Linked DNA regions of Mus musculus: all the other regions are linked to region 2. Evidence: chromatin contacts called from public Hi-C, HiChIP or PLAC-seq and promoter capture Hi-C data. All regions are on one chromosome and are shown on one strand. The core of a region is the stretch at or near the end of the contact, and the rest is flanking DNA. Distances in the headings are between cores, read along the strand shown. Region 1 overlaps Sdccag8 (serologically defined colon cancer antigen 8). Region 2 has its middle 41 kb from the start of 2310043L19Rik. Region 3 overlaps Sdccag8 (serologically defined colon cancer antigen 8). Region 4 overlaps Sdccag8 (serologically defined colon cancer antigen 8). Region 5 overlaps Akt3 (thymoma viral proto-oncogene 3).

Region 1 (4,766 bases), core at 1,573-4,072, 750 kb before region 2:
TTCAGTTTTTTTCCTCTTGCGTTTTATTCAAGAATTTTTAGCCTAAAGTTTCCATTTAAAAGTTAAGCTCATTTCCCCCTCTTGTACTCCTTTCATGAATAAATTAAGCAGAGAACGTGTCAAAAATAATTTTAAATGAATATATGTGCAACCAACATCTTCAAGGCTCAAAATAGATGGCCTTGGTGCTGTTATAAATTGCATCCTCTTTTCCTCCCCCACCCAGTATCAGGGAAAGTAGGCTGTCAAGGAGCCAGGAAAACAGAGGCATTCCATTTTGCTCTGGTGGACCCCACACTGCCTATGCGTGGTCTCTCCACCTGTCTGACAGGCGAGACACCCTGGTCTCAGAGTGGCCCTGGGCAGAGAGACTTGAGCGAGAGGCTGCCAGCAAATGTGTGTCTGCAGGTTCTGCTCAATGTTCCCTGGCTCGCTGCTCTCAGTTCTGCACCGCCCAAATGTGTGTGCAATGAACATCGACGCTGGGGGTGCTCTCCTCTCCCCTGCCACACAGGCCCACAGCCTGGAGCATGGCGGCTGAGGCAGCCAACTCATCTTCTGAAGAAGCCCAGAGGAAACCAAGAGCGTATTGCCCACACCACTTGCCTGACTCAACAACAAGGAGCATCAAGTTCAATGAAAATAGAAGGGGAAAGGTAGCAGCATGTGGTAAAATAATGTTCCCAAGTCAGCGTTTCTAAAAGAAAGTTCTGTCCTCCCATACTACTGTAAGATCCATGGAGGGAAGGGAACAAGTCATTGGCTTAATGGTGTTTAATTTCTTCTCACCCACCTCCTCCCTCCTCCATGGCTTTGTTTAGTAGGTCAGTTGTTAGATAGCACTCCTTTTTTATTTAATAACCACGTGCTTATTACACAGTGAGTCATTGATTGATAAATCCAAGACATGAAGTTTATTAAGACTCTTAAGATGGTTTAAGAGACTGGGAAATGCTTCATTCTCCTCTGTGACCTGACACAGACTGAAGTCAGCCTCATGGGGAACACACTGCTCACAGTTACACCATATAAGCCCGCAATTGGGGTTGGGGGTGGAATGCAGTCAGTTTCAGGCCGGAGCAAGTACTAATAGGTTAAAGCAACATTCGGGAAGCAGCCTGTAAGGCAGACGGCTAGCTAAGTGAAGTCTGTTCCACAGTGGCTCCGTGTGGCCTCCAGCATGCTTCCATCACCTCGGAGAGAACTGAGTCTCTTTCTCATGTCCTGGAGTTTACCAGGAAAGAAAAATGGGTTGCTTGGGTTTTGAGGTCGAGGGGGGATTCCTTCTGCAGAAAAGGTACTCTTAAAAAGTCAGCCTTGAAAACATTGTTGTCTTTACCGGAGCCTGTTTCTGACTAAAAGATTTACCCAAAGAATGGACCCAGAGGTAGAAGGGGAATTTTATATGACTGCACTTCTACTTGGACATGACATCTAAAAACAAAGTACCATGTCCCTAGTGGGTAAGCAGGTTGCCCTTGCCTGCCTTCTGGAAGCTGACTCAGTTTGCTTCAGCAGGCTGGCTCTCCTTGATTTAGACACATCCTTGTTCTGTCAACTGCCCTTCATTTTCTAGAAATCATATCTGAGTCTTGATGAGGATGCATGGATATGTAAAATCATGTTAACACAAAGTTCTGTAAATTAGAGAGAGGGGCTGTGCTTCTATGCTTCTGCTTGTTCAGAGACTTCAATGCTTTAAAACGAATTCATATAAAAAGATGATGATGATGGTAATCAGCCGTCACAATGTTCAGTCTAGAAAACTTGAGGCTAGTTGAGGGCATGATCCATTACTCTAGGTAGCCCTTGTTGGCAAGGTTATAGCGTTGACAAATTAAGGCTACAGAGAGTACTCCCTCTTTTCTAACTTTAGTCTTTGTCTTTAGAGGGAAAGCCATCCTTTCCTTCCTGATATTGTCCTTTGCTAATGGCAGCAGCGTTGCAGCCCAGGGCTCCTTAAGTTCTCCTGTGAGCACTGCTGGCACTTGGGTTCTTTCTCTCCCTGAAAGAAGACATCTATTCAGAATCCTTAGTGGTTGAATTGGTCAGCAATGTTTCAGCCGAGAAAGGATGATAATCCTATTAAGGAACAATGAAATCCATCTACAACAAAAAGAAAGCCCATGTCAGAACTATAGAGGAACCCAAATTTTGATCCTGCACCCAGGCTGACTTTCACAAAAAAATTATCTGTAAAAGTAGAGGGAGTCACGGTGCTGGAGACGACTCCTAGCACTAAAAACATCTTAGATGTTGCTTTATGTGCTTGCTTTCCATTAGAGTCAGGAATGGTCCGACTCTGTTGCTGTGATTTTGTCAACATTTATCCTATCTGTCTTTCATATACAAAGGCTTAGGGATGCCAGAAAACAAACTGTTAACGGAGAATTAACTTCTTTGGCATGCTTTCATACTTATCTTCCAAATTAAAGAAAATGAAATGGGCAGAAACAGAGTGTAGATTACCTCCTTTTTGTCAAAAATGGTGGGAATTTGAAAATTAATAATAAAAAAGGGAACAGATGCAGTAACATGCCAGAGGGAGATTAATGTGGAGAGTGAAATCTGTGAGCAACAAAACTGAAGCAAACTGAATCAGTGGGAGGTGGTTGTACAATCAAAATCAGGATAAAAGAGAAATTACAAACAACCCTGCACTTGTCAAAGTAGTAGTAATGAAACCCTGACTCTGCCAGCAGCGAGAACCTGTGTTAGCACTTTGGGGTAAGGATGGTAGCCGGGTGCCAGGTAGGAGGGCAGTGTTAGGTTGCTGGGCAGCAGCCATCTTGTGTGGAACAGATGGCACTGAAAGCTGGCAGGGGAGGGGCTCCTTAGCAGAACTAATCAGACAGTAACAGATAGGGCAGCTGGGAAGACTGACCACAGAGAGGGAGCCTGCGGGGTAGCTCAGTGCCACGGTGTGTGCAGCGGTGTGCCCATTGGTCTGCGGGAAGACCTTGCAATGCCTTTCCCATCGATGGACGCACTGAAACTTTTGTTCAAAAGGGAGAATTGAGTTGGAGTGTCTCAAACTTGGGGGTGGGGTTGGGTGTTGGAGAGAGACTGGGAATGGAGGTACTGCCCATCTCTGAATTCGTTGCATGAGTTTTCAATGTCAGCTTCTGTGGAACTTTGATTTTTGCAGCATGTGTGGCTCTGCCGTTCTCTTCTCCACTGTAGCACGCCAAGTGATCGCTCTATATTTTATCCACAGTTTGCAGCATCAGGACTATACATAAAATTAGAAAAGACTTCCTGGTATGATTTCTCACAAATGAAAACTAAAAGCAACCAGGTGATATGTATGTTTCTCCTTAATAATTCTTAATAACCTAATTCAAGCTATGGTTGACTTACAGCCACTTGCTCGTCCTTTTTGCTCCATGTAATTGTGGACTAAACAACAAAATCTAAGCATAATTTAGAGCCCAAACCTTAAAACAAAAATCAAATTACTGTGCAAAAATGAGAAGCCAACCTGTTAAATTTAATTGTGCATTGAAGAGCCATAATTCCAGATAGGTCAGCACATTTATTCAAATGCTATGCCTTTGACAACAAGATTCAGGTCTCCTACGTCTGTTTTCAAACTTGTATCTTCCTTTCTCCTTTTTATTTTTCCAGAAGGTTTATAGCTTGGCTCAAATTATTCATTTTGGAGGGGGGAGGGGGAAACATTACCAGGATTTGAAATAGGTGGTATAACATAGCCATATGCTATTTATGCAGCAGTTTCTGCAATAAATCTAATTTGGTGCTGTCAAAAAATCAGACTTATTTGATATAGCGGCACATTAGTAAATGATTGTGGCAGATTTAAAGTTGTCATTTAGTCTCTTCTAACTCTTAAACAGAATCTTGCAAACCCGTCTTCTCTCTCATCAAGTCTATGAAAACCTCCCAGGTCTTTGTCCTACAGTACTGCAATATTTTCATGTCTCAAAGCAGGTTTTGCCTAAAGGTAACTGAGAAAAAAGGGTGAAAAATGAATATCCTCTGTTGTCAAAATAACATTGGCAGTCAGAGATCAATAAAGCGGGGAAAATGATAGTGTCTCCAGCCTGTGTAGTTCTTAGAAAAGCAGAGCAGCTAGGCAGGCACATTCAGAATGAAGAGAAGCTAACATCAGTTCTTTATTAAGGAGCTGAATGTTTTACCTTGCATCCTACACCCATATGCTGTTTTAGGAAAACTGGCATTAAAGATGTGAACGACATCAGCTCCGTCTTCACCTAGTAATGCCCTTAGAAACGGCTTCCCTCTTCTCTACTGCAACCTGGCAACATAAGTGTGCTGCCTTTTTTTTTCCCTGTAGAATTTATGTCTAAGGTGTTGTTATCAAATGAAACTTTCTCCTTCCTACTCCTTCTATTTCAAAGATATAATAAACATTGCATATTAGGCAGGCAAATATTCTCTGAGTTCCTGAGTGAGTCCTTCTGCAAGAGGAGCCCTGACACTGCTCCCTCGTCTTTGCCGTATGCTTTTACAGAAGGGAGCTGTGTATGGGAGCACGCATCCAAGCCCCTGTGTGTGCCTGGGGTGACGCTACCGTGGTGCTCAGCGATCTTTCCCTCTTGTCTCTGTTCTTACCTTTCAATGTCCAAAAGAAGGTTACATGTCTTTCCGAATCAGTGTTCTGAGGGGCAAGGTCCCTTCACCTAGTGCAAGCAGCCTCTATTAGACCAGCATTCTGCTAATGTTTGCTTCTCTCATGTAGCACTTCCACCACCAAGGGGTCCACTTACCAACACAGTCCCAAC
Region 2 (4,530 bases), core at 1,323-3,822:
TGAGCATGTTTTTGACTGTAGTGCTCTATCTCCTAGATGCTGTGAGGATTTTAAAAAGATGCTGTGGTCCAAGGCCTTACACATTGGAGTTTGACATACCCTAGACAGTGGAGAAAGGTCTCAGGTTCTAATCTCCCCCCGACTCTTCCCATCGTTTGTTTGTTTGTTTGTTTGTTTGTTTGTTTGTTTGTTTCCATCTTCAAACTTTGCTACCTGTACCATCTGCTGTGAAGGGGACCTGGGCAACTCTCCTGCATCCCACGTTCACACTGAAGCCCTGGTCCTCCAAGTGAAAATATGTCACATGAGGAACTTTGGGGAGATTTTAAGGTTAGAGCAGGCCATGAAAGGGGGCACCCTCTCGAATGGAGTTAATATTCTTTTATAAGAAACACAAATGTTGAATCCATGGCAGCTCATGCCTGTGATTCTAGCAGGAATTTGAGAAGCCGAGGTGTAAGTATTGTGTGTTTCAAGTTAGACTGAGCTACACAGTAAGTTCCAAGGCAGTCTGAGCTATAAAGGGAGTTTAAGGCTAGCCTGAGCTACACAAGCAGATACTGTCTTCAAAAACAAATGAGGATGGGGAGAGGGAAGATTAAACACACACGCACGTGCACACACACACACACACATGCACACGCACACCATGTGGGTCCATAATTATTAACCAGCCACCTTTAAAAACCCAGGCAAGATCTTCACCAGGCACTGGATCGCCCAGTGCCTTGACCTTGGACTTCCCACCCTCTGGAACTGTGAAAAATGTCTGGTGTTTGAGGCACCCAGTCCTGCCTTACAGTAGCCCAAGCTGAGACACCATCTCATACACTCAGGTCAAACAAAACACAAAGACAGAGCTTAGACCATAATATGCTGAAGAATAGAAACTCAAAATTGGGTTTCGTTATTGTAAAAGTAGAAGATTTTGTCCCAGAGACTAAATTGATTCTCAAGAAGCCGTGCTCATTTACCTAGTATACTATATGGCTATTTTTTTTTTCGGTTATTTGTTGTTTTGTTGACTCCAGGTGTCATATAGTTCACACTGGTCTTGAACTCACTGTGTAGCCCTGGCTGATCTTGGAGTCACGGTCCTCCCAGACTTCACCCTTTCAAGTGCTGCGATCATAGACAGGAGCCTTGTGTATTTTGGCTGTTTTCATGCTGGGAACTCAAATCTGAGTAGTTATGACAAAGACATTTTCATCTCAAATTGTTATGTAAGGTATGGCTTTCAAAACCCCAAATATTGACTATCTGGCTCTTTCTAGAAAACATCCCCAGGCCATGCTGTGAAACCCATTCCATCCTAAAGGCCCGAATTGAGGTTAAATGCTGAAAATTATCCTTTCAGCTTGAGAGTCAGTAAGGTTTACAAGGCCTGGTAGTTGTGGTTGAGATGAGAAGGAACCTGGAGGTTAGAAGCAGAGACAGCTCTGGGTGGCGGCCTCTGGCCTGACTATAAAAACAAAACTGAAGGCTAACTTAAGGCATGTTTTTAAGTAAATAAGACCAACTAGGGATGCAGCTTCGTGGTAGAGCATCTGCCTACCTGAGTTCCAGTCCCAGCCAAGCAATAGTCCATTAACTAATTAAGTTAAAATAAAGTGAAAGGTATTTTCAAATTCAAGACAGCAGAAGTGGGATAGGAAGCAGAAGTAATGGGCTGTGCTCCGGTCCCTAATCTGCCACCAATTAGGTGTATAATTGGCGCAATCACTTCATTTCCTTGAGCTGTTACTTTATTTACAAAATAAGAGGCTCCTCCATTTATTGAAATTCACGGGCTCCTCCTGTGGGGAGCTTGCCACTTCAGACCGGGACATTTTGGGCTCTGGAGTAAGAGCCTATCTTATCTCAGGATCTCAAGGTGAAATAAAACATTCAGTGATGCCCTAGGTAGTCCAGCAGGGTTGTGAGGAAGAACTGAAAATTCAGAGTACTGTTGGCTCTACCGCGTCTTAGTGATATTCACCATGGTCGTAATTTATCACCATCTTGCCTTCCAAATAGATAGATTAGTGTAAGCCTGTCCACCCAGCGAGCTTCTCCCATCTGCAGAGGGAGGAGGCAGCGGGACAGCTGCGGATGGGACCGTCAGCTCAAATTATGTAACAGTAGCGGAGAAAGGCAGAGGCTTTCTCAATTTAGGCTTCTTGAGACTAGCGTTACCACGAGTTTCTCTACCCTAAACTCTCACCACACACAGCAAAGATGGCTTTGTCCCCAGGGCAGTTAATCCACGTAGCAAAGGGATCCCATAGGCATTGCCAGAGATCTTGGGGTAATTGAGACCCGACAGCAGATAAATCCTGCAGAATCAGGACCACTTTCTCTCTCCAAAGCCCTAAAGTGAGGAGCGGCTTTCCAAAAGCTCAAGCTTCTAAGCTTGTTTATCCCCGTTTGTGGCCGACGAGTCCTCCGTCCTGGACTACAGAGCCCTGCTCCCCCCTCCTCCCCTTAGTACTCATTCAGAGAAGTGACCCCAGTTGGCAGCCCAAGCTGCATAGACTGCAGTCAAATAACACCCAGATGAAACTGCAGCTGATGGCTGGCCTTTTCCATCAGTGGCTGCTGTGTGCAGCTCTCTCCTGGCCTCCTGAGGTTCAAATGCCCGCCTGATTTTGCCCTGGAAGCATCCCAGCCCAAACATGGAACAAAAGTTCCCTCTGACAAGCCTGTTTGGATTCCAAAGTATGTTTTTATGCTTGCTGGCAAATAGAACCATCACCAGCAACAATAACAACACTGTCTCCCCTCACTGAAGCGACTTCATTTCTTCACATTTGTTCCAGAGCTGGACAGATGAATAATGTTCGCTAAGGGGCTGGCCCAAGTCCTGACCTCCTGCCTCCAAGAGCAAACAGAAGTGACACACAGGCTTATCTGAACTTTCAGTTGCTTGATTCAAAACAGAAAGAGAGAAAAGTTGCTATTTAACCTATGTAGCCACCTAAGGGCTTTTGTTTTGTTTTTCCTTTATTCCTTAGTTGTTTATTATTATTATTATTATTATTATTATTATTATTATTATTATTATTGTTATTATTTATTCATAGCTTTCATTTGTCTTCTTCAGCAAAAGAGGACCTTACTACTGGTGCCCCAATGAAGCCAGTTTCTCAAAGACCGAGATTAACCTGACATCTTGTGGCCATACTGGGTATATACAAGTCTAGACAAACCAGCCCCTTATAAAATTAGGGAAGGGATACAGAAAATGTTTGAAAGGGTCTTCAAAAATATTTCCCGTGGTGTTTTATTTAAGACATCTCAGGAAGTCATGTAGTATGTCTTGGGAAAACCACACACAGGACGATATTTAAGTACCAAGTAACTACTTGTCTCTCTCTCTCTCTCTCTCTCTCTCTCTCGCTTGAACAGATCACTTCACTCTAATGATTGGCTTCTCATCTGTAAAATAGAGTTCATGATAAATATTATTATACTTTTCTGAGGCTTATATAAGATAAAGCAAATCAAATGACTGTTAACGATTGAGGGTAGCTTAGTGCTAGAGGCCAGGCTTGGCATGCAGGAGGTCTTGTGTTCAGTTTCAATACCAAAACCAAACCAAAATAATAACATTTAAACGTTACATACACTATGAGAACACTAAGGATTCCTAGAAGTAGAGTCTAAACTCATACTTGGTTAAATTTCTTCAAAAACCCAAAACCTGTTTTGATGCCTAACCCCAATATAGCATAAAGCCCTGGCCTCAGAATAGATAAAGAGAACAAATCCACACAGTCATATGCTTTCCTAAATATACCCACTGCCAAATTCTCTCTCGTGTTTTTTGTGATGTAAGTACAGCCATTTTCTTTGGTCTTTCCACTTAGGGCCATCAAGTGAACCGTGAGGAAGGGGTAGGAGTCTTGAGGAGTTAAATCATCACAGATCACGTGGTGCCTGACTGGCGGTGGGGCTTGAGAACCTGTGCCTTCTGTTTACAGTGCTGGGAGGAAGGTCTTGGTGTGATTGTGATGTTAGAGATCAAACCTTTGTCTTGATTTATTTTTAAAGATGTATCCATTTTTTTTTATTTATATGAGTACACAGTAGCTGTCTTCAGACACACCAAAAGAGTGCATCGGATCCCATTACAGATGGTTGTGAGCCACCATGTGGGTGCTGGGAATTGAACTCAGGAGCTCTGGAAGAGCAGTCAGTGTTCCTAACAGCTGAGCCATCTCTCCAGACCTAAACCTTTTGTTTTGTAAGTGTACCAAGTGCTAAACATGTTCTCTATCACTAGGTCACACCTCTGTTTGTACCTCATCTTCTGGAAAAAGCAGGAGTCCAACACAGCAGCCCCAGAAGCTCCTGGGTGTCTGTGTCCCACAAGGGTGATGCAGGGTGACTCATCGAATACAAGATGGGTTTGGCTATTGCTGTTGTGCAGCGTGTGGTGTGGAGGAAGCCAAGAACTCATCAAAGCTAGGGGGTTGATGAAGAAATGTGCATTGCATAGACCTCCTCTTGTGCTAAATTTCAGTTCTGCTAGGGTCAGTGGGCCAGCTA
Region 3 (4,672 bases), core at 1,021-3,520, 670 kb before region 2:
TGCATGGCAACACAGATTCTCTCCTTCCCCCTTTCTAGGCTGCAGTGTCACAGGCCCAAATCCCTAAGAATCACATAGGTCAGGTCATAAGCTGGGAGAGTTATGCCAAGCATCAGACTCAGGCACATGGATCAACCCAGGCATACCAGAGGCAGCCACACCATGCAGGAACACTGGTGGGGAAGACTAGCGGGAAAGAGGAAGAGCAGTGCTCAGGCCCAACATGTGGAGGAGGCAGCTGTGAACTACTACTGAGGACTGAAGGACTTTAACAGTAGAAGAAAGGGGTGCTCGAAGATGGGAAGGTCTCATGAGAGTAATCAGATGACTTAGCCCAAATAAGTATCTATCTAAAATATGTGCTCACTCTGTCCAGTTAAGCAAGCCAGCAAGGCTGATATTATTGTCTCCATTTTGCAGATAGGGAAACTGAGGCTCAAACAAGCATATTCAGCTAGCAAATAGGGGCACAGCAAATGGAACCTAAGTCTGACTCCAGAGCCCAAGCTGTCCCCATTCAGGTTAGATAATGGCGGAAAAGAGCCCAGGTAAGTTGGACGGGTGGCACAAACTACTGTTCTTCTCAGCAACTTCTCCTCACATCAGAGAGGCTCTGGGGGTTTTGCCCCATTAAGCAATCTGTGAAGATAAGGATGTATACGGGTGCTTGCAGTGGTTAGTGGGGAAGCCTCTGGAAGTGAAAGGAAAAAAGACCATTTCTTATTCTCCATTCGAAAGGACCTTGAGCTGACAATCTTGACCTGCCTTGAACTCTGCCTATTCAGTCCTGTAAATTGCTTCAAGTTCACAGTTGTGAAAGATCCAAACTGGACACTGGGCAGAGGGCTCACACAATGGTAGAAGTATGCACTGGAGGGCTAGAGGGCACAGGTCAGCAGGGTCTGACAATACACTGACCACTATCTGGAATGTGTGTAAAACACCCAGTTGTGGTGGCTCCCGACACTCCAGGCATGTCTGGAAGCAGAACCCAGGCACCTCCATTTATACGCTATTGGGGTAATTTGTAAAGACAGAAAGAACCTCTTAGTTTGGAATTGTAGCCAGAAACAACTCCGTTTGAAAACCTTGGCCAAGGCATCCATGGCTCTCCTGAGCTTCTGTCCTCATCTGCTGCATGAGAATTAAGAGAACTGGGCATGTTAGGGTAGTGGTTTGCTCAGTGGGATCTTAGGAACTTGGTAGCCTGAAGTGCCCCATACTTGAGGTCACTCTCTCCCCTTCCTGAGAAGTTCCCATGGAGCCAGCAGTGACACCACCATCTCTACTGTGCTCAGGGCTCAGTGCAGAGTCCATCTCCTAGAGGAGGAACTGGATTTTGGTCATAACCCAGGTCTGTGGGCAGGTCCAAGGGAGATTTGGTTCATCAAAGTCCAAAGTCACCAGAGCCACCTTTGGTAACTAGGCTATTGTGACATATGATGGACTGGGATCTATGGCATGGTGAGCTTTGCCTTTGGACTAATCACCACCCTTTTTTTATGGCACACACAGATCTTAACATGGAACACGTATTTTTAGAAGCCTTTTCCTGAGTTTTAAAAGCTTGAGAATTTCCAAATTCACTGCACTTAAAAGAATATTGCAGGAAAAAGGTCTTCCTTTGCCAGTGGCAACACAAATGACTTGTCTACCCCTTGCTGTCTGGAGCATCTCTGATGGGGCTTTTTTATATTGAAATTCTACCCTGCGTGTTATTTTAAGATGACCACGGCGAAAGAAATTTGGCAGAGGTAATGGCTCCCTGTTGCAAATGCTGGGAGCAGTTGGAGGTTTTGCAAGCTCTTTGCACAGTCTCTAACCCAGTCCACTCTGGCACAAGTGTTACACTGGTCTCCATGTGCTGGCACTTGGTGGCCTGGGACTAATGTGAATCATTTTTTTGCCCAAAATAAACCTGAATTGTAAACTGATTTTTAAATGTGGAATCCTTGAAGTAAGCAAGTCAAAGTTTGACTGACTGTATGTATCTGGTTGGGGAAGAGGCTCCTCAGCGCTATGGAGGGAAAGGCTGTGCTCTGACCTGTCTCCACCTGGACTTCTGGGCATCTGAGGCTTATAGATGCCTTTGTGTCCAGTGTGGCAGTGGTGTGGCTGAAGGCCTCCATTTTCTCTGCCTGGATGAATTAAGCATAATAGCTTAATTTTGCATGTCAAACTCTGAAAATCTCTGTCTGCTCAGAACGCAAAAGAGAGTGGGTATTTTCTGACCCAGACAGCTGCTTGGGAGCTTAGTCACGTCCTTCAGATTGGCTCTATTTCCTAAGCCCTGGCCTGCTCAGAGAAAGAATGGTGGCCTCCAACAGGAAATGCCTTGTTTCTAAGCCTTGATTATTCTAAATGGCTTCTGTTTAGATTTGAGTCACACACAGTCTCTTGCCCATGAAGGGAACCTGTCCTGGTTGTAAGTGACTATGTACCAATGCCACTTTGGGCTGGAGAGCTTACACAGCTGCCATGTGGTAGGAAAGTGACTATGCAGGGTGCAGGGTAATCCTCCAGCTGGTTTATAGTATGCTCCTTCCTCAGGATTGACTAAAAATGGTGGCTTTCCTAACTTCTTCACTTACACTGGAAGGATGTGGACATGACCGTGCTGTCTTGGTCTTACCCTGGCGGTAGCCCTCTCAGCCTGACTCTGATATGAGAGCTGGACTAGATCCCTGTTCTCTCTCCTTGCCTGACTTGCCAGAGATGCCATAGTGGTAGTGTGGAGGTGGCTTGTGGGTAAGGACCATGGGGCCCAGGGGCAAGGCTTGACTGGGCAAAGCTTGGAGCAGAGTTGGGGTCAGAAGCCTAAACCCAAAGAGTAACATCTGGCCAGGAAGGGTGGGGCCAGCTGGCGAGGAAATTGTGGATTCTGTTCCTGGGGAGGATGGGTCTAGGAGAGGGAAGAGAACAGAAACGCTCTGTCCAGTGGGAGGGCTGTTTCTTCCATCAAGATGGGCTTGAGTTACTTACTGGGTAATGACTCTGGTTTCAGCTGCCTGGCATCCTGCAATAGCTGTCACCCTGAGCAGCCTGCCTGTTCAGTCCTCAGCATTCAGTCTGGGGAGGGATTCCCTTTGAGTCCCTTCTTATGAATCACTCACAGTTTAGAAAACAGAGTCGGAAGCTGCCGTGTCAGTGGTTAATCAGTTGGCCCTATGACTTTTAAGCATTCTTGGCAGAGAATGTACTTTCTAATTTGATTTAAAGTTGTGCAAGGATCGAGCAGCCATATGTGATTATATTCAAGATCATCGACATTATCTCATTACATCCAAGGACTCATTGAATAGAGTTGAAAATAAGCATGAGAGGCAAATCCTAGGGAGGGGTGGAGAGGCCTGCTTGTGAGTAGAAGCACACACAGGATTGAGTCTGGAGATGGGCAGCTCAAGTGAGGGTAGCCCAGACCCACTGGCTGGTGGGGAGTGGAGAGACAAAGTGGGGATCTAGAGATGGTCACTCTTATCTTGTCCTTTCTAGAGCCCAGGGGCTTTGCCTAGCTGACTTCAGGGCCCACACACAGTTAACTACCTGCAAGACAGATGGTGTCTTATGAATGGAACAGAAAATAGACTAAATAAAATAATTTACAAAGCCTCCTCCTGAACCAGGATTTTTTGGAAAGAATTCTAAATAGATGAAAACAAACAATTTGATTTCAACCAAATTGTTGTTTTTTTGTTTTTATCCTGATTTTCACCCGAATTGTCAGTCTCAAAAATAAACACTGATACATTCCCAGAAAATATTTTTCAAATAAAAACTGACTCTGTTAAAGTTTGCCCTGATTCTTTCAAAACTGTGTACAAGACACTGTCAACCAAAGTGACTTGCATATTTTTTTAAATCAACTTGAACATATGCAGCTACGATGTCATTAACTCCCTGCTGCTGGGTGTTTTTAGAGAATGACATAAGACCCTGGGCTGCATTTCTAACATAATCACGGGGAAGTCATGGGGACCTCCCCAAGCAGCTGAAACAGCACACAGCTTAGCAGTTCATCTAGGCGCCTTGTTTGCCACTAATACTGAGGAGCACACTAGACTTCACCTAAGAGGCCTGTTCTAAGAGCTCCCTTTGTCCAAGGCTGTGTACTTCCAGAGTAGGCATGGTGGGTAAAAAATGTTGAATTTTACATTGCTTCAGATGCATTGCTCCTCTTTCTGCTTTCTGAGTTAGACATTATATTTTGCAATATAAATTCACAATCAAGTTTTTAAAGGGAGCTAAATATTTTAATCCAATTAGACAAGTGAACAAAACACTGAATATTACATGCAGTGGAGATAAGTGGTTCTTGCCTTTAAAAGACTGCAATTCCGTCACATTACAACCCCAAATGTCAATGTTGTCTTCATTTGTAACACTTTCAAACACAAGGCAGCCAGAGGCTCCACTCTGCTGGTAGTGACACTGTCTGTCCTTTGGGAATTCTTAAAATTTATTTCCCATGGAAATATGATTCACATAAAACAAATACCTGCCCCTTTGCAGAGAAAGTGGTTGGGAGCCAAAATAATGACACATGCCGCTGGAGGGGCTCTGGTGATGAGATGCATGCGTAGAAGACACTTTGCAGGTGCTCCTGCAAGAGCATCCGTGTCTCTGGCCCATCCAGAGCTGCCTCCCATCCCTTGAAGTCCTGCTTTGTCTGAGG
Region 4 (4,812 bases), core at 1,489-3,988, 740 kb before region 2:
TTGGCTGGCCGAAGGGAGCAGATGCTAACTGCACCGGAGATTCCGAATTACATATTAGTTAGCGTTTAAAAGAGAAAATGGGAAGTATTGCCCACTGTCTGTTGACTTGAGAGTGCTGCTCTCACATCTGTTGCACCATCTGGATTATGAGTTTATTTACCTGTGTTCAAGAAACGTAGAGCTGAGAGAGACCACAACAAAGTAGAAAAACAAAGGGCTTGCTTTTGGCTGGGTTTTCAGGCACACATGTTATATAAAGAAAATAGCATCAGAAGCTCTGCGGGAAATGCTCTGAGCTTACAGTTAGAGTCTCCTGAATAGCATTGAACAGTTCCCACAGTACACACATTATAGCTACTCTAAAAGCCTAATGAGTTTGCTTCAGCATCCAAACTGGAGAAAAGCTTTACCCATTAATCGGTTCTTAATTCACTGTCGCAGCTGGATGTAATTCAGTGGCTCCAAATTGATATGTTCCTTTATTTAATCTTTGCAGCTTCGAACATTTTTAGCATTTGTATGATTTCCCCCACCTCCCCCAATGCAGTCGAGAGTGATGCTTAATCCTCTGCATTCGTCAGCTTCTCAGAACTGCTGTTAAAATTCACTAATACAAGGCATTGACCACAGCTGGCAGCTTGGCCCAAAATCGCCATCTTTCATCACGTTGGCACTATTCTGCAGACTGAGTTGGCCAGTAACTCTTTACCTTTAATTTGAAAGTAAAATGCACTTTGAAAATAGGCAGTTTGATGTGTGCAGTCAGGGCGTTATGTAGTTCCTTTCGCTTTTGAGTTGTGTGTTCACAGACAGTGTTAGTCAAAACAAGACAGTGTCAGCCATTATAATTCTACACCACATACTCCACGCTGATTGTACCATTAAAACAAAAGTTTAATTGATCCTGTCTCTTCCACAAAAAATGTTGCTTAATTTTAGAGCCCTGATTTATTTTGCTTTGTTTGCTGTATGCTTCACCCCCCCGAACATTAGTAAAAATTGAAAAGGGAAAATTATTTACAAATGAATTTCACAGGATTTAATGCATATTATATTTAAAGATATGGTTAAAAAATGATTTCATCTATTGGTAACCTGAAGTTCTTTAATGGATTTATTTACTTATAAAGTCAGCTATCCTGATGCCTCATGTATAGAGTTTCTCCTTAGCATTTAGCCAGAAGAAATAAAAAAAATCCAAAAGATTTTGTTGATTTTTTTTTTTTTAAACTAACACAAAGAGGAATTCATCGGGGAAACTGTCCTTGGCTATTGCTGGTAGAATCCTGGACCAAGAGTTTGGGCAGGACCTGAGAGTTGGGAAAGGTTTTGACCGTTAAAATCGTCTTTAAGATCATTTATTTTGCAAATGCACACACAAATCACACCCTCTTTAGTCTCTGGCCAGACTGTTATTGAAACACACACTATGAAAGTATGGTAAGATTTCTAAGGACAGTTGTGTATTCCACCTAATGACTGGAGTGTATACAAGCTCTAAGGGGGTAAAACATGGGCAGATAAGAACCATCAAGCACCAAGTACAGTGTAGCAGAGAATTCCTCGGCTTTAATTTCGAATTATCTGGTTGTGATAATTTTTGACACTGTTTATAGTAAAATTGTCAAAATAAAAATATAATATCTTGCATACTTCAAAGATATAAGCATTTATGACTTCATTTGAGATATTTGACAGTTTATGAGCATGCTAAAATGTTACACAAGCTGATATGATCAAAATTGTTCCTGGTATACAAGTTTATTATGAAAATAAATGTCTCACAAGACTCAGTGTCCCGCCAGATGACAAGTCCTTCACTTAGGACACTGACAGTGATCTGGTGGATGTAGGAAGGGCAGAGTGATCTGAAGCACGTTAGCACCGTGCATGGCAAGAGTTACAGAGCAAAGCCACTTATGTCTCATATTGGTGGGTTATTGTTATTTCTAGAAAGTGAACAGTATTTACTGCTGACATCCCAGAACACATTTCTGACAAAATTAAAAGAAGAATGCTGCTTGTTAGCCAAGAAACTGGAAAAGGTCTCACTAAAGAGCAGGTAGGTGATTGGGTAACATTGTACATTGTCTTTAGAATATTTTTATTTGATAGCTAAAATTTGGCTTTAAAATTGCATTTTTACTCTACCGTAATTTATTACTAAAATGTGCCATGCATTGATATAAGTTTTCTGAGAAACCAGGTATCTCTGTGTGCATATTTTTGTGATTGTCCATCTAGACAACCTTTCTGTCCCAAGGAGGGACTCCGGGGCCTTGTATGGTAAGCAAGCACACTGTTCCCAAGCTACTCCCGCAACCCAACTTAGATATTTTTTTTCATGGTTATGTATACGTACTTGGATTTTTATAGTGTTTATAACTTAAAACCATGAAAATCAGGAACAAAGGCCAAGATAACCATTAGCATAATAAAGGATACAAATAAGTCAAGCAGTTCTACAATCTTCTGTTGATATAGGCGATGGCATTTTAGTCTATTTCCAAGTTTTTCAGGAACACACAAAAGCTGTCTTTAAGGCCAGTCATTTGGGACACTGAGGAAGAAAACACGCTTGGTATAATACATTCTTAACTTTCACAGCAGCATACAAAAGTAATTAGGTTTTTTTTACATATGAATAAAAAGCATAATCATTTGAATAGCTTGTGGGTAGGAGAGTTAGCGGCTTGGCCTACGTATTGCTGTTACACAGTGTCTAGAGTCTTTCTTACAGCCATGGTGATATTTATAGTTGCTGTTAAAGAAAGTTCAGGCTTGCTGGATAGAGACACATGCACCTGCAGTGGGGAAGGCAGGAGAATTTCCCGAGCTGAGCCGAGGAGTCCTAGGCCAGCCTCGGCATCAGAACAAGAGTCTGCCTCTTAAAAGAGAAGGAGAGGAGAGGTGAGCATTGCAAAGGCTAGGGAGGGAAAATTAACCTTTAAATTCCTGTAGAAAAGTAGACATTCTTGGGATGTAATTGTTAGACCGAGAGCTAGGGCTAACCTGTAACATGTCTCTGGGCCCTTGCTTTCCGTCTTTAATCTGCCTCCCAGGATACTAGTCTAGTGAACTTGAACCTCCGTACCTCTCAGGCCCGACTGCTACTTTGTAAACGAAACATGCTCCTTCCTATCTGACACATAGATGGCACCCAATGCATATTTATTGAATGAGTGATAAATGAGTGGGAAAACAGGTGTGCTGCTATCCTCCACATGCTGGTCTGACTCCTGGTGCCAGCCTGTTCCTTTGTGGGTGACAAGCACTGTTCAGGAAAGAACTCTTTGGGATTCAGAAGGAACCAGATTAGAATCTTGGTTTGTCAGTCATTTTATTGTACATGTAACCTTGACCATGTTGCCCGGTCTCCTTAAACCTCAGCTTTGTAAAAGTGCCTCTAAAGTCATGTTGCAGAATGGTTATAGGATTTAGAAGTACATTTAATGACAGGAATGAGAAACACAAGTATGCGCTCGTATACACACACACACACACACACACACACACACACCCTTTGACAACCTCAGGGTGTTGGTTGCAGGATTTACACCACACCCAAAGCCACAAATGACAAATGCTCACATTTGTAACATAAAACAATGTAGTAGTTATATAGAACCTGTTCATATTTTCCTACGTATTTCATTTTTTAATTTTATTTCTTATTTTTATGGTGTTAAAAATGAGGCCCAGGACCTAATACTTGCTAGTCTAGTAGCCCAGCACCGAGCAACACCCTAAACCCTCTCCCACATAGTCGAAATTCTCTCTAGGTTACCTATAGTTGCTAATACGATGTAAATCTATGAGATGAGTTATTAAACTGTACTGGGTGGAAGCTAACCACAGGAAAATACTCGTGCTCAGTATAGACCCAGCATTCCATCTGTGGTTGGCTGGGCTGCAGAGGAACCCACAGCTGGGGAAGACAGCTGTGAGCCCCCGGCACAGTGCTTGCTCACCCCACATTAAGGAACAGGGGCTGATCTATCAGCTCATGCAAACTTCACTAACTGGGCAAGATATGAGTAACATTTTCTAATGGGCAAAAGTCTGTGATGAAAATATGTAGGGCTAAACAGAACCCAAAAAAGGTGGCGCTCACAACTTAGTGGGTCAGGCTGTAACACCTGGTTCTGAGTCTGAGGGATTCAAATAGTAACATACAGAATTCTCTTGAGTTCTTCAAAGCTCAGGCCTTCCAAGTAGTGAACATGCCATGAGTTATATGTTTCAAAGTTGTTCTGTGCTTCACAAGATAGCAGTAGAGGCAGTGAGTGGCGGTTAAGGGCTCGTGTTTGTATGCTTTCGTTTCTCCTCAGTCTTGCCTTGTTCCCCCCACCCCCCAGTTCCTAACTTCACCCTCTCCTTTATGCCCATTTGACACTCGATTTGGATATTATCTTCTGATGTGAAACTACCTATACATCCCCAAAGGACCAAAGCATAATGTAATAAGACCTGTGACGTCTGTGTGCTCTGTGCCAAGCTCTTGGGTTAAGTCATTTCTGATGGCCTTTGAGGTTAAAAGTTCTCACTGGGGAAATTCAGGCTCCAGAGTAATTATTTAATCCATGTAGTGGTTTTGGTCCAGGCTATTCTCAAAGTACTATAATAAATCTTTAATAAAAATAAAACATGGGGTTTTTTGGTTGATAATAAAAAGATATTTCCCCCTTTCCTTGCTAAAATTTCTGTAAGCCTTTTTCGTTATTCAGAAGGCCACACTAAACAAATGGATTCAGAGCATTGAAAATGTGCTTTTTCACTTACAGATCTGGGCATTTGACTAGAACCATGAAG
Region 5 (4,453 bases), core at 1,594-4,093, 560 kb before region 2:
CATCCAGAGACTGCCCCACCTGGGGATCCAATCCCATATACAGTGGCCAAACATGGACATTACTGTGAATGCTAATAAGTGCATGCTGACAGGAGCCTGATATAGTTGTCTCCTGAGAGGCTCTGCCAGAGCCTGACAAATAGAGAGGTGGATGCTTGGAACCAACTATTGGACTGAGCATGGGGTCCCCAATGGAGGAGTTAGAGAAATGACTGAAGGAGCTGAAGGGGTTTACAACCCCATAGAAAGAACAACAATATCAACCAACCAGACCCCCTAGAGCTCCCAGGGACCTAAACCACCAACCAAAGATTACACATGGATGGACCCTTGGCTCCAGCCACATATGTAGCAGAGGATGGCATTGTCGGGTATCAATGGGAGAAGAAGCCCTTGGTCCTGTGAAGGTTCAATGCTCCAGTGTAGGGGAATGCCAGGGCAGGGAGGGAGGAATGGGTGGGAGGGAGAACACCCTCATAGAAGCAGGAGGATAGAGATGGGATAGAAGGTTTTCAAAGGGGAAGCCAGGAAAGGGGATAACATTTGAAATGTAAATAAAGAAACTATCTAATAAAATATTCATTTTGGCCACTAAACCCATTTTTCTCTTCATCTACTATGTATCCAATGATACTATACAGTGTCTATGTCAAATTCCTATATAAAAAAACTATGATATAATCCTCTAGGTACCATGTTAGATACTAAATGATCAACAGACTTTTAAAATTTAATTATTCTGAATTTTCATAATTCATATCTATCTAGACAGTTAATGACCCTTCTAGATATATAAGATAAATGCTAAATCTAAATTTCTCTCTCCATATGTTTTGATTTAACCCATGAACTTATTTGTCTCCAAATCTGAAATCTGACTCTAACTTCAGCCATAAAGATCATTTGGGTGGTTTTAAGAACCATAATTTTCTATTTTCAATGTGAGTAAAAAATAGGTTAGATAGGAAACATTCATTTAAAAGAGGGGCAGCTAGGAGTGTAGAAATCCTATCATTTATAAAAGAGAATAAAGAAAAGTTTTGGAAAAGAGACAATTTCAGGATAGACCAATATTTGCAGCACATAAGGCAGACTTGTAGGAGGAGTTTCTTGAGACAGGTGCTGGCATACCCTGCTTCTCACCATACAGAATAAGTAGGGACCTTGCAAACACAGGATGAACCTAAAGACATCTGGGCAGTTATTCACTCTTCCATAGAAGAATTTTTCCCTCTTTGAAGTTTAATAATCTAAGAATTCAGTAAAAAGATATAAAATATCAGAGACCATGGCTAATGGACAGAAAAACTACTTTACTCAAAGTACCATGTGACAGTATGTGTTTGTAGTGGTATTTTTCAACTCAATGTGCATGTATTTCTCAACAATGTCTTCTCAATCTATGACTAACAGAAATGAGTCATGGTAACTTTTAATTTTTAGTTATGGTTATACCATCCTTAAAAATAATTCCTAAATTACATTTCTATTTCACTGCTTTTTGAAGATAACTTCATTCAGAGTCCATATTTGATCTGATAAACACAAATTAGAATAAAGGTCAAATGTTGTTATCCACATCCCTTAGTACTTTATAAATTTCCATTCTACATGCAATGGCTACTCAACAATGTAAGTAATGATTTTTATATTCTAAATCAATGAAAATTGAAGATGAAAACGGTATGCTTGCATAGATTTTAAATATTCTCCAAAGACACATTTTAAATGTTTGGCATTTAGTCTGGAGCTCTTGGGAGATGGTAGAAACTTCATGAGATGTGACCTGTGTCTTTTGGTTATTGGTACCATATCCCTGAAGATTGTTATAAGAACCTGGTCCTTTCTCCTTTTGTTCCCTGGTCATGAGAAAAAACATTTTACTGTGCTACTTTTTCACCATAAACCAGTACCTCACTATGAGCTCAAAGCAAAAAGATTAACCTCTAATGCAGGAAACCCCTCAAACTAGGAGCAAAAATAAATCTTTCTGCCTTCAGTGGCTTCTTTTATGCATGTTTTCACAACAGGACAAGTATATAATGCACTGACTAACATAAGATCCTAGTATGATGGGAGGGAAAAGAATAACATTTAAATGACAGCAGAGTACTGCAAGATTTTTTTTTTATATAAAAGAATCATTCTTTTTAATTATGTGTATGGAGGGTATGTTCCAGTGAATGCAAGTACTCATGGATGCCAGATGTGTCACTCTCCCTGAGTTGGAGTTATAAGCAGGAATGAGTCACCTGACATAGGTGCTTGGAGTTGAACTCAGGTCAGTATGTATGCAGTCTTAAATACTGAGCCATCTCTTCAGCCTTGAATCACATAGTTTTAATCCTGGTATTTAAATACCATTATCTAGGAAGATAACCTTAAACAAATCACCGACTCCAAAGGCTTCATTTTCTTATCTAAAAAGGAGAAATTTACATAGTATGCGTTCAGATATTCAAGAATAATTATTAAAGTCATAACATGTAGACTCTATAAGATTAAACTATTTTACCTTGAATAACTCAGACGAATAAGTAAGACATATTATTCATGAACCAGATAACCAAGAAACAAGGTGATAAACATACACACATATGCACCAAACCCCAGTTTGAGGAAAGCAGAAGAATAGTTTTAAATGAATCAATGAGGAAAAGAAATTTTAAAATTAATTAGACAAAAGAAAATTACACAGGCAAATAGAAGATGAGGACCTGCCAACCAGAAGCCAAGACAAAGAGCAGAAGAGCAGCAAAGTTTTCACGGAGTTATAAACAGCTCAGCACTGCCGAAGCAGAACTGCAGAGCCGAAGAGACATGGAGCAGGAGCTGAAAGGAGCGGCCAGATTGAAGAGATCCTAGTATGAAACATTAAGGAAGCTGGATGCCATCCAGTAGGCAATGAAGATCCAAGGCAGAGTTTTCCTGGGGAGAATGGCATAGTTAAGATGTAATTTTAGAAAGATCCTTCTGACAGACAAGTGAAAGAACATGAGTGGCACAGACGAGACGCAGAAATCTAGTTAAGAGTATGCATCAAAGACTAAGAGAGTGAGTCATTCCAGGAAAATAGTTCGAGGCATACATAATAGGTTCGAACATAAGAATAAAATCAGCAGAACTAGGAATGGATTGAGAGTGTGGTAAAGATGTAAAGGAAAGCAAAAGAGAGGGAACAGACCAAGATTTCTACTCAAGCAGAGACAGAACTCAAACACTGAACAAAGGAAAATAGGCAACTGTCTTGAGGTCAGCCTAGGAAAAGTAAAGGCTAAAAAACACATAGGGTGGCAATAATTTTCAGTGAAATTAATATGACACAATTCTCAGGAGAGCAGCCTGGTCTGAATACATGAAAAAGTGGGAATAAGGCACACAGTTTGTAACTAAGGTTTTATAAACAATATAATCCTGTAGATTCAGGCGTAATGTACAAAGTGTGAAGTCCTTGGCTAGATGTTTATTAAATACCAAATTATACTTCCTGCAAATAAGAACACAGAGGAACCTGACAGCACAGAGGGCAACACCATTCCAAAAGTTTGGTCAGTAGAATGAAATGCAACTCAAAGCCAATCCAGAAAACAAATTAAAGCTGAGCTTAACAAAGGATTTTAGCCAAATGTGTTACCTTGGCATTTGAGGAAAACGTAAAAGCAAGAAGGCCATTTTCAATGTTTTCTTGCTTGTTTCCCCTGAGCCAGGACTAAATCTAGTAAAGACTTTCTGACTTTCCTTTAAAGCAGGTCTTAGTCTCTCCTTTGACAAATGTCTTTCCTATTTCTGAAACAATCTTGAACTCTGAAGGTTTCAAGAGAAAGTTCTCAACTAACAGGCCATGTTCAGTCCTTTCCAGCCTATTACCATTATATTACCCATATTACCTATCATATTTTCCCATGATTATCTACTTTTACATTAATACACATGTCATAAATGTCATCATGGGGGATGATGAAGTAGGAAGGTCTCTGTTAGGTTGAAGCCAGCCTATATGACATGTTCCAGGTCACTCAGGACTATAAAATGAAACTTTGGTGGGAGTACCTACAGCACAAAAACATGTAAGTCTTTGAGTCTTAGTTTCCAAAGTCTAAATTAAATAAAATTAATGCTAGACAGATGTCTACATATATTTTCTTTTGTTTATAATGTCCTTAGCCATGATGCTGACATAGGAAGAAAAAAATGTTGACTTTCCATCACCACTAAATATGAGGTGGCCACTAGAGAAATCATCAAAAGTAGTTTCAATCAAATAGTAGTTAAGTGGTATATTTAGTGAGTATAAAAAGCTTTGGGTTTTTTTTCCCTCCCTGGTACTGCAGTCTGAAACCATGCATGCTAAGCATATACTCTACCCCTAGCCTGGACAATGTTATTAAGAAGTGAAGAAAAATCAATATAATGAATATTGGGAAATAAATTTTAAAATCCTTCTGGTTCATAT

Evidence for each region. Promoter capture Hi-C pulls out the DNA fragments that hold promoters and counts their contacts. Hi-C and Micro-C count contacts between places; a contact is called where the count stands out from the background. HiChIP or PLAC-seq counts read pairs in DNA pulled down with a chosen protein or histone mark.
Region 1: a contact with region 2 is called in a promoter capture Hi-C map of hippocampal neurons, with 16 times the contacts expected there. The contact joins two enhancer-like sites. A contact is called at or near these places in 10 of 39 promoter capture datasets (the 3T3-L1 cell line, the C10 cell line, the HPC-7 cell line and 7 more), 13 of 484 Hi-C or Micro-C datasets (Th1 cells, bone marrow-derived macrophages, cerebellar granule neurons and 6 more) and 3 of 115 datasets of contacts at active chromatin or transcription factors (embryonic basal ganglia, embryonic forebrain and neural progenitor cells).
Region 3: an H3K27ac HiChIP or PLAC-seq map of oligodendrocyte precursor cells shows a contact between it and region 2, with 26 times the contacts expected there. The contact joins two enhancer-like sites. A contact is called at or near these places in 1 of 15 datasets of contacts at CTCF or cohesin (large pre-B cells), 24 of 484 Hi-C or Micro-C datasets (B cells, the C2C12 cell line, adipose-derived mesenchymal stem cells and 18 more) and 6 of 115 datasets of contacts at active chromatin or transcription factors (double positive thymocytes, embryonic brain, embryonic stem cells and 3 more).
Region 4: a contact with region 2 is called in a Hi-C map of cortical neurons, with 2.7 times the contacts expected there. The contact joins two enhancer-like sites. A contact is called at or near these places in 7 of 484 Hi-C or Micro-C datasets (Th1 cells, bone marrow-derived macrophages, cerebral cortex and 4 more) and 2 of 115 datasets of contacts at active chromatin or transcription factors (embryonic basal ganglia and large pre-B cells).
Region 5: a Hi-C map of forebrain shows a contact between it and region 2, with 4 times the contacts expected there. The contact joins two enhancer-like sites. A contact is called at or near these places in 1 of 15 datasets of contacts at CTCF or cohesin (large pre-B cells), 8 of 484 Hi-C or Micro-C datasets (bone marrow-derived macrophages, cerebral cortex, embryonic stem cells and 2 more), 1 of 115 datasets of contacts at active chromatin or transcription factors (large pre-B cells) and 1 of 9 other capture datasets (embryonic stem cells).

What each region holds. Positions count from the first base shown.
Region 1 is chr1:176,927,104-176,931,869 of GRCm38.p6, forward strand. All of the region lies in intron 13 of Sdccag8 (serologically defined colon cancer antigen 8), which reads left to right. Gm15423 (a long non-coding RNA gene) reads right to left here. Exons shown (of 5, transcript XR_003948788.1): 3 at 4,752-4,766. Among named protein-coding and RNA genes, the nearest start is that of Gm15423, 12 kb to the right of the region's middle. Within about 2 kb of position 2,823, at least 17 of the 459 cell types and tissues checked have an H3K27ac peak or open chromatin away from gene starts, as enhancers often do. A contact at or near this core is called in cerebellar granule neurons, cerebellum, cortical neurons and 2 more, where this site is marked.
Region 2 is chr1:177,681,964-177,686,493 of GRCm38.p6, forward strand. No RefSeq gene overlaps it. Among named protein-coding and RNA genes, the nearest start is that of 2310043L19Rik, 41 kb to the left of the region's middle. Within about 2 kb of position 2,573, at least 46 of the 459 cell types and tissues checked have an H3K27ac peak or open chromatin away from gene starts, as enhancers often do. A contact at or near this core is called in cerebellar granule neurons, cerebellum, cerebral cortex and 7 more, where this site is marked.
Region 3 is chr1:177,012,166-177,016,837 of GRCm38.p6, forward strand. All of the region lies in intron 17 of Sdccag8 (serologically defined colon cancer antigen 8), which reads left to right. Among named protein-coding and RNA genes, the nearest start is that of Gm15423, 74 kb to the left of the region's middle. Within about 2 kb of position 2,271, at least 111 of the 459 cell types and tissues checked have an H3K27ac peak or open chromatin away from gene starts, as enhancers often do. A contact at or near this core is called in cerebellum, cochlea, cortical glia and 3 more, where this site is marked.
Region 4 is chr1:176,946,328-176,951,139 of GRCm38.p6, forward strand. It overlaps Sdccag8 (serologically defined colon cancer antigen 8), which reads left to right. Exons shown (of 18, transcript NM_029756.3): 15 at 1,954-2,062. Among named protein-coding and RNA genes, the nearest start is that of Gm15423, 7.7 kb to the left of the region's middle. Within about 2 kb of position 2,739, at least 41 of the 459 cell types and tissues checked have an H3K27ac peak or open chromatin away from gene starts, as enhancers often do. A contact at or near this core is called in cerebral cortex and cortical neurons, where this site is marked.
Region 5 is chr1:177,123,943-177,128,395 of GRCm38.p6, forward strand. All of the region lies in intron 2 of Akt3 (thymoma viral proto-oncogene 3), which reads right to left. Among named protein-coding and RNA genes, the nearest start is that of Akt3, 120 kb to the right of the region's middle. Within about 2 kb of position 2,844, at least 16 of the 459 cell types and tissues checked have an H3K27ac peak or open chromatin away from gene starts, as enhancers often do. A contact at or near this core is called in forebrain, where this site is marked.